Regions from separate parts of the Mus musculus genome. Here region 2 is linked to region 1. A link is a contact called in public HiCAR-type data. All regions are on one chromosome and are shown on one strand. Each heading gives the region's core, a stretch centred on a gene start, on an enhancer-like site or on the middle of the called end of the contact. The rest is flanking DNA. Distances are from core to core; before and after follow the strand shown.

Evidence for each region. HiCAR-type assays count read pairs that join an accessible place to other places.
Region 2: a contact with region 1 is called in a HiCAR-type map of fibro-adipogenic progenitors, with 2.2 times the contacts expected there. The contact joins two enhancer-like sites. A contact is called at or near these places in 6 of 39 promoter capture datasets (the 3T3-L1 cell line, 3T3-L1-derived adipocytes, cranial neural crest and 3 more), 1 of 484 Hi-C or Micro-C datasets (uterus) and 6 of 115 datasets of contacts at active chromatin or transcription factors (embryonic basal ganglia, embryonic stem cells, fibro-adipogenic progenitors and 2 more).

The regions. Positions count from the first base shown.
Region 1 is chr11:50,438,029-50,443,252 of GRCm38.p6, forward strand. No RefSeq gene overlaps it. Among named protein-coding and RNA genes, the nearest start is that of Rufy1, 9.5 kb to the left of the region's middle. Within about 2 kb of position 1,928, at least 55 of the 459 cell types and tissues checked have an H3K27ac peak or open chromatin away from gene starts, as enhancers often do. A contact at or near this core is called in fibro-adipogenic progenitors, where this site is marked.
Region 2 is chr11:50,643,560-50,648,123 of GRCm38.p6, forward strand. All of the region lies in intron 2 of Adamts2 (a disintegrin-like and metallopeptidase (reprolysin type) with thrombospondin type 1 motif, 2), which reads left to right. Among named protein-coding and RNA genes, the nearest start is that of Adamts2, 44 kb to the left of the region's middle. Within about 2 kb of position 2,817, at least 19 of the 459 cell types and tissues checked have an H3K27ac peak or open chromatin away from gene starts, as enhancers often do. A contact at or near this core is called in fibro-adipogenic progenitors, where this site is marked.

The DNA.
Region 1 (5,224 bases), core at 678-3,177:
TTATGTCTACCCATATAGTCCTAAATACATAAATGCCTCCTGCTCAGTCTGTATAATGTTATGTGTGTACATGTTTTTAGGGATTATCATTTGGTATTGGGTAACCAATGGATGGTCTCTTCTCTGGGGAAGAGTATTTCTCTCACTCCCAGAATTCCTTCATTGCCCATAGTCCTTTGTGAAGGATTGAGGCCTTGTGGGCTTTCTCCCTTCCACTTTAGGCTGCTATTGTTGACTGACAAGGTTTTAGTCCACTGACTCTTAATCTTGCTGCTTTGGGCCTGTGTTGAGACAGCACAGCATGGCCCGCTGTGTGTGTGTCTCTGTGTGTGTGGTTTGACTCTGTTAGCTATATTTTATTTTATTTTATTTTATACTTAGGATCGTCTTCTGAAAGAGCAGCAAATACTCTTGCTTTGAATTGCAGAGCTACCTCTTCAGGCCCCATAGAAATAATTTTAAAGTAAGTAAAAGGTTAAGTGTCAAAAATATAACAATGGAAATAAAAGATGTGAGAGAGAAAGAGAGAATGAATGAGAGCTGAAGAAGAAATGGCCACGTTGGAACAGCACCTTAAACAACCCTCCCAGAAGCAGCAAAGGAAACTCAGAGAACTAGATGATAAAAGGTGAGGGGCCAGACTTGCTGGAGAGATGGCTCAGAGGTTAAGAGCACTGGCTGCTCTTGCAGACAATCCAGGTTCAGCTCTGAGAACCCATAGGGTGGGTGATTCACACCCATCTGTAACTCCAGTTCCATGAAATCTGATGGTGTCCCTCTTCTGGTTTCCACAGGCACACATGTGGTGACCATACATACATACACGCAGGCAAACACTCATACACATAAAAATCAAAATACAGCCTTTAAAAAAATAAAAAATAGACATTTAGAAAACACGATTATAAAACCCTGAGTTCAGACCCATAGCACAATGTAAAAAGCTTGGTACAGCTCCACGTGCAGCAGTTCCAGAGTCTGGGTGGGGCGGCCGGAAAGGGGCAGCTCCTTGGAGCTTGTTGGCCTGCCAGGCTAACCAAAATGGCGAGCTTAGTGAAGGGACCTTGTCTCAAAAGAGAAAGGGGGAGAGGAATTAAGATAAATACTCAACATCAGCCATCAACCTTTGGTCTTCACAAGCACATGTATGGTGGGTGCACATGCCTGCACACACATGTGCCCACGTGTTGTCACATGTACAGTTACCACTTATGCACACACACACACACACACACACACACACACACAAGATAAAGAGAAGTTCCCTTACAACTGGCGGTTTAGGGGTAAGACTGACCTCAGAGTTTCTGAGGCAGCAAAGAGTGAGAATAGAAAGTGAGTGCCCTAGATTCACTTTTGCTGCTACGATAAAATAGCCTTACAACCCCCCCCTCCGTCCTTACCCCTGGAGGCCCCCCCCCCCCCGCCAATTTTAAAGAAGTAAGGAACTGTTTTAGCTCACAGTTCCAGATTACAGCCCACCATTGCAGGGAGGTCACAGTGACAGGAGCTTGAAGTGCCTGGTTATAGCACATCCGTGATCTAGAGCACAGAAAAAATGAACACAGGTCTGTGTAGTTAGTGCTCAGCTAGCATTCCCTGCTCTCAGATAGAGCGATGCCCAAACCAAGGGAATGGTGCTGCTTACTCTCAGCCTGGGTCTTCCTATCTCAATTAAAGCAATCAAGACAGGTGTCCCTCAGGCATGTTCAGAGGCCAACCGGATCCAGACAAATGCTCACCTAGATGTCCTTCCTAGTGTGTCTCCTTGACAATTAAAGGAAACGTTATAGAGTGAGTACATTTTTCAGTATTGTGAGCCCAGAGACGCAGCTATCCGGGCAAATGTTCATCTACACATGTGCATGTCATTAAGTAACACTCGAAGGAGGGCAGCTCCTCAGATGTTTGCTCACACAATGACTCACACTGGAAACAAGTCTAGTTTCCTATGACTCAAAATCCAGAAGCAGTAAGAGCAACAATGGATACATTTCATTACACAAAAAAGTAAAACGTGGGGGCGGAGAGATGGCTCAGTGGCTGCTAACTGCATTTGCTGCAGAGGACCAAAGTTCAGTTACGGGAACCCATGTGGGCTAGCTCACAACCGCCTCTAACTTCAGCTCCAGGGGATTTGACGCCCCCTTCTGTCTTCCTTAGGCACTGCATGCATGTGGCACACACAGGCACACTCTTCAACCTCAGATGATATGTGCATCATCTCTGTGCTATATGCCTGATGGCTGCCTTTTATCTAGTGAATTTTCAGTTGGGGTACAAAATAATAGGGCTCGTTATGACATTTTCTTACATATGCATATCTAACCTCCATCATCCTCTCTCTTCCCTTCTCCTCCATCCCATGTTCCTCTTCATCCTCCCAAATAGTTCTCCTTCCATGTTGTGCAAATGACACAATTTCCAGGCTGGCCTAGAACTCAGTTCTTAGTTCAGGCTGGTGGCAATTGTCATGCCTGCTTCCCGACTGCTGAGATTACAGGACTGAGTCACCATGCCCAGCTTTAAAAAAATCATTATTTTTTAAATATAGTACATATATATTTAATATTATGTGTATGTGGATTATGCTGGCATTTGTGTCTGTGTATCACTTACATGCATGGTATTCACAGGGGCTGGAAGTTGGGCTCAGATTCCCTGGAACTGGTGTTATCGACAGTTGTTAGCCACCAGGGATGGGGAAGATAGTTCATTTGATAAAGACAGCTGCCATACAGGAGTGAGGGCCCGAGTTCAGATCCCCAGCAGCAACATAAAAACCAGCATTTGCTGTAAGCATCTGTGACCTCAGCATTTGGTGGGATGTGGAGGGAGAAGACAGAAGAACAAGAATCCTGGAACGCACTGGCCAGCCAGCTGAGTCAATCCCTGAGTGTCAGGGTCACTGGGACCTTGTCTCGAAATATAAGGCAGAGAGTGAGTGAGAAAGACATATGGTGTCAATGTCTGGCCTCCGCACATGTGCATACATGTGAGTGTGCACACTTACACATGCAAACACCCATAGCAACGTGTGCACATCACACACACACACACACACACACACACAAAACATACAAATATATAAAGGGAGGGAGAGAGAGACAGAGACAGAGTCAGAGTCAGAAACACATACAACGCACACACAGACAGAATCCACTTTGTATTTATTGAGTTTGGGCTATCTAACATTTTATTGGAGTGTTGACTAGGTGATTGGCTACTTGAGTCTAGACCAGGGATACTCAAGCTGGGGTGGAGGGACCCTTTTACAGGGGTCACCTAAGATCATGGGAAAACACAGCTATTTACATTATGATTCATAACAGTAGCAAAATTACAGTTACAAAGTAACAACAAAATTATTTTATGTTCAGGGATTATCACAACACGAAGAACTGTATTAAAGGGTCACAGCATTAGGAAGGCTGAGAAACACTCGCTGGTCTAGACTCTAGGAAGATCTAGAAATGTGGACGTTATTAATGTACAGACAGTATTAAAGTACAAACCGAGGCAAGATAACTATATGAAGTCAGGACAGATTTGGGCCTCTGCCTTGGTAACAAACAGCCCCCAAATCTGGTTAGATTTAAAATTTTTTTTTTGGAGATGATCTTATTCCTTAGCCCAGGCTGACCTGGAACTTACAATCCTCCTGCCAAGTGGTGGAATTTCAGGCGTGCGCCACCACACCTGGCACCGCACTTCGTTTCTTGCTCCTGTGAAGCCTGCTGCAGGTCTGGGCTTCTTCCCAGCCCATCTGTCTCTCATAGCGTGACTCAGCCATCCAGCTGCTTTGGTTTTTGGTCACACGTCTCGATGTGAAGATCTTTTCAAATAGCTGTAGCCAGAGAAAAGGCAGCTGGAGAGTCGTGTGCCAGGCAGTGCCGGGAAATGACCTGCCTCTTCTGTTCACAGCTCCTAGGCCAGGACTAGTCACAGATGCCTTTCCACTCACTGGCAAAGCAGGAGAGGATATACAGATGAGCCAAGAGAACAAGGGAAAGTAGGTGGACAGAGAGGGAAAGGAGACCATGGAGAAGTAGAGCCAGCAAAGTGGATAGGGGAATAGAGGTGTGTTAAAGGAGGGGTGGAGGGAGATATCACAGAACCCAGGGAGGGAGTCACCAAAATGGGCAGGAATCCAGCTGCAATCCCAGGGTTTAGGAGGCTGAGGCTGGAGGACTGAGATGTGGAGGCCAGCCCGTGCTGGCTGCTGAGACCCCGGACCCCGCCCTACCCCATACACAAAGAAGAGGAAACTAGGGAAGCGAGCTGACTGAGGACCAGCAGGCAGAGACAACCTGAGATCTTGATTAAAATAATTTCCCAGAGCCGCATGCAAAACCAAGCAAACAGAAGCCTATTTGGCGTAGGCTTAAGTGAGATGGTGGGACGTGGGGAGGAATGAGAGATTAGTAAAGCCAAACAACTGGCAGAGGAGGTAAGACTGGGTGTTCTGTTTGTTCTCTTCAGTCAGGGCGGGCAGCAGCATCTTAATATGCTAGAGAAGGCCAGTAATGTGGAAAGCTGATGGAGCTGGAGGGAGGATGCTGGAGATGGACAGTACCTTGGGCAGGTGGGGGTGTGGCTGTAGGCACAGCCAGGATTACTCTCCATGGGAAGCAGGGGGAAGACAGAGGGGTTGGTAAGGATTCTGAGAGGAGAAACCCCCACCTCCTGCTCCCAGGGACACACCCATATTGTTTTTTATTCAGAAACTTCCTTACTCGCTCACATGCTGTGTGTTGTGCTGGAGAGTAGCTCAGGTTGTTGCGCTTGCTAGGCAGGTACCCTACCACTGAGTGACACCCTTGACCTACGCTTGGGCTGTTGCTTTTTAACCTCAGAGAAGTGTAATAACATTTTAATGTTTACCTGGCGACACTAATACTATGAAGTTACATTTATATTTGAGGTCACAGTCAGCACTAGTATGTCAATTACACTAGCATTTCATGTTATTATCATTATCATTTACAACACTAGTACAGAATCACTAAGTTTCTTGCTGGTCAGAAGATTCAAATTGGAATCTTACATCTAGTACTTATTCTAGCTGCCTCACCTGTAAAAGAGAGCCATGGCTGGAAAATGGGGGCAAGGGCTATGCTATAAAGAATGTTGGAGAGGAGTGTACGTCTTCCAAGGGCTTCAGCCTGCCTGTTGGTCTCCGGGTGGTTTAATGCACACTTTGTGAAAGACTGAAATGATTCAG
Region 2 (4,564 bases), core at 1,567-4,066, 210 kb after region 1:
CACACACACAGAGAGAGAGAGAGAGAGAGAGAGAGAGAGAGAGAGAGAGAATAAAATAAATCTTAAATCTTAAAATATTACTGAATTCAACATGTACCACTGAACCAACTAAGCAGGGCTCACATGGACTTACAGAGACTAAAGCAGAAAGCACAAGGCTTGCCTGCGTCGGCACCAGGCCCTCTGTCAATATGTTATGGATGCTAGCTTGGTGTTTTTATGGACTCCTAACAAGGAGTGGGTGTGTCTCTGACTCTTTTGCCTGCTTTTGGGACTCTTTTCCTCTTACCGGGTTGCCTTGTCCAGCGTCAATATGAGAGCTTTTGCCTTGTCTCATTGCATCTTATTTTGTCATGTTTAGCTGTTGTCTCTCGGAGGTTTGCTCTTTTTGGAAGGGAAACAGAGGAGGAGTGGATCTGAAGAATACAGGAGCTGGGGAGCTGGGAGAAGCAGAGGAAGGGGACACAGTGGTAAAAATGTATCATGTGAGGAGAAGAGTCTATTCTTGATAAATGAAAACTTATTGAACTCATTGCTGAGTTGTTTTTTTTTCCCCCTGAGGATTTTGGTCTTCAGTCTCTGTGTGATTGGCTCCAGAGCCCTCTCCTAGCTGCCCTGCATGCTCAGGACAAACTGCTTGGCTACACTCAGTGCCTGCGTACTCAGTCTTCGCTGCATAGATGGACTCAGTGCCCCATATGCTCTGGGGACTCCCCCATGCCTGTATGAGGCCTAGATAGATTCCAACTGACTGGGTCACCCAACCCTTAGGTGTCAGATCTCGGATGAGTGATGCAATCAATGGCTTGGAGCCTGAGCTTCACAATCTGTAAAATCTCGATTCCTCCTCTTGTCTTCATTTGATCCTTCATTCCTTAATAATTCCATAAAGCAGCCATAGCCTGCCTAGTTTTATCCCCAAATATTATCATTTCAATCTGTAGCAACACTTCAGAACTCTGGGTGAAATATTTCTTTTTAAAAGTATTTTATGTGGATGGGTGTCTTGCCTGTATGTATGCATGTGCACCACGTAAGTGCCTGGTGTCCCTGGAGGCCAGAAAAGGGCATTGGATACTCTGGAACTTGAGTTACAGAGGGTTGTGAGCCTCCGTGTGGGTGCTGGGGAAACAGCCAGTGCTCTTAACCACTAGACCTCGTTTTCTCCAGCCTCATTTTCCTTCTTTTCTCTTTTCTTTTTCTTTGCTTTTGGTATTGAGTCTTTGAAATCCTGCTGTGTATTTTATACACAGAGCATCTTTCAATTCAGATCAGTCACATGTTGTGCTCTCAATAGCCTCCCCTGCTCATCGCTACTACACTAAACAACACAGCTCCCAAGCACCTGACACTTTGACATTTCTGCTTTGAAATGCTAGTAAAAAACACGGGTAAGCCTAGTCAAGAATAGACAGCCAGAAACAATAGAATTTATCTGTGGTGCTGGCTAATATGAGGTTTCCTTTACGACTAACTGGAAATAGTTTGTGGTATAATTCATAAAGAAGACACACACGTATACATACACACATGCATACACACACAGAGAGACACACACTCACGGAGTTGTAAGCCATATAGGAACATTTTAATCACTGTTAAATTACATATATGACAATGGTCCCATAAGATTCTGTCACATAGTGATGTTGTGGCCATCTGGGATGCATAATAGCATGCTTGCCTAAGGGTACATTTGTCAGAATGTGTCTCATTGAGTAACATATGAGTGCTTGGTGCCCCTTTATAGGCAAAAAACAGGCTGGGAAAGGCCACTTTGCCTCAGAGTACCAGAGTAACATAGCGGAGATCATTTCAAAAGAATGGTAAGCTGGCATGACGCTGGGTTGACTCTTTTCACAATCTCTTTGTATTTAAAAATACCACATCATTTCCCACAAATGACGATGTCTCTCTCTCTCTCTCTCTCTCTCTCTCTCTCTCTCTCTCTCTCTCTCTTTCTCTCTCTCTCCCTCTCTCTGTGTCCTCTCTCTCTGTGTGTGTCCTCTCTCTCTCTCTCTCTCTCTCTCTCTGTGTGTGTGTGTGTGTGTGTGTGTGTGTGTATGTGTGTGTATGTATGTATATGTGTGTCTGCCTCAGTTGGGTCTAACTCTTTTCTTCAGCCCATGAGATTCAAGGATGGTGTGTAGATAATATTGACTGCCAATTTGTTGGATTTAAAACCTACCTCAGGACATATCTGTGAGGGTGTTACTACAGAACTGTAAACCCGAGTGTGAGTGGCACCAAGGTGAGCTGAGTATCAGAACTGACCTCTCTCAGTTTCCTGGCTGCGGATACACTGTGACCAGCTGCTTCATGTGCCTGTCGCCATGCCTTACCCATTGTGGTGGACTGTAAGCTCCCAGACTGTGAGCTAAGCCAGACCCTTTCATCCTTAAGTTGCTCTGGTCAGATGTTTTGCAGGGTAGTGAGAAGTGAAAATAACTTGGGCTGGTAAAATGGCTCAGCAGATGAGGGCCCCAGCCTCAGGACAGACTCATGAGAATGAATAAATGTAATAAACAAAATAACAAAGCAATCTAGAAGATAAAGCCACTGGGTCTCTGAGCAATGCCCTTTGCTTTCTTTTCCTTTCTGAAAGGAAGGAGCATGCAAGGCCCCCAGAGCTTCTACCCACATCTCAGTGTGATGTTCTTGTAGCAGGGACAAGTTTATCCTCCTTGGCCAGGGTGATGGGCTTGAGTCTAAGCCCAACAGGGAGGTCTGGTCAGAGGCAGCTGCTGTCTGTAGCCTGGGGAGGCCCCTATTCAGAGCTGGCACTCAGCCCATGCAGAACGCGCTCCTGCCTCTGGCTTGTGGGGCCGGTTCCACTTCTCACATCCTTCTTCTGGCTCTGTGCAGATGAAGGGTTCTCTCCAGGGCCAGAGCAATAACACTTTATCTGTCTGCTGGCTTGCATTTCCCAGACTGTTTCCGAATTAGGTTTTATGTATGAGGATGCTTAAATAATATCATTGTGTTGATTTGGATCTCAGCTTTAAAGTGCATATTTGAGCGTGCACATCATTCTTCCAGAACCAAGGCCCCTTTGTAAAGGGGTTTGTCCTAAGTGAGAAGTATTTTCAAAAGCTTATTATGCCAAAAGCGCTGTGCTCAGTGTTAGGGACACAGGCATGAAGGAGGTCTGTCCTGTCCTCAGGCAGGTCATGGACAAGAGGGCAAGGAAAAAAGACCATAGAAAAAGATGGTGACAAAAGCAATCCAACAGGTACCTGGAAAGGATGCTGTGCCCTTTAAAATCTCTCAGACCACAATTAAACATGCTTTTGCTCAGCATACAAAATACTTATAAAAATTGCTTTTAAGTATAAGAAAATATACTTATAAGAAAACTCACCCCAGGAAAGCAGAGAAGAAAAACAAGGAGAATGAATTCTGCCAACTTGGTGTAGATAATGTGAGAGACAGTAGTCTCCCGACGAGAATGCTCAGGTCCTTGGCCCTGGAATCTTCAAATATGCTTTGTTTGATCATGTTGGGGAATGAGGATGGCCCATGAAGTAACAGTCATTCATTATTTGACTTTAAGAGAGGGGATTATCCTGGATTATCCTGCTGAGCTCGGTGTTCTTAAAAGTGGAGGTCAGAGTCAAGGGGAGGCTGGAAGATGTCAGCTTTGAAGAAGGAGAAAGAGGCTATGAGCCAAGTAATACAAGAAAGAGGTCACCAGAAGCTACAAAAGAAAAGGAAATCAGTACTCCCTATGGCTTCCAGAAGCATCTCAGTCCATTCCCACCCTTCCTCAAGCTTTACTGTAGCTGAAGAAGACTTATTTTGAACTTTTGTGCTCTTGAACAACTTGTGTTGTTTTAAGTCAGGAAGTTTATGGCTGTTTCATCAGCATTGGAAACTGAAAAGCTACTACTGGCTATGTTGGTGATCATTTTCCACCTTGTGACATATATAAATAAAATTATCACCATCACCACCATCACCATCATCATTGTCATCATTATATGGGAGGTAGGACACATGTGGTGGTCAGAGGAGAGCTTAGTAGAGTCATTTTTCTACTTTCACATTTATATGTGTCTCAGGGATCAGATTCAGGTCACAAGGCTTGCATCATTGAGGGGCAAACACTTTTAGCCACTGAGCCATCTCTCTTGTCCAGTGACAGATATAAATATTTTATAATTGATGCCCTGTTATTATCTTTTATCATCTTAGTTACTTTTGATATATTTTGGTCTCTTCCTGTGTTCTTGATGTGAATTTCCCATTATTTTTGTTCTGTTTTACAATCATGAAGCATTGAGGCTATGAATTTGCTTCTGGTGACAGCTTTGGTTATCACCTAGACTTGCTGATATGTTGGCTTCTCAATAGCAGCATGTTAAAAAGTACTTGTGATTGTGATTCTATTAATTTGAGAACTGTTTATGGGGCAGTTTACAAAACTCCCAAGTGGTAAAGTTTTATTGTGTTAACCTGTCATGCTAATTTCTTGTGAATCTTCAATATCTTTGCAAGTTGAGTTCAGACTTTGTTAGCTTTTATATTCAATTTCACTGTTGCCGTAAATGAGTTTCCTCTCCCA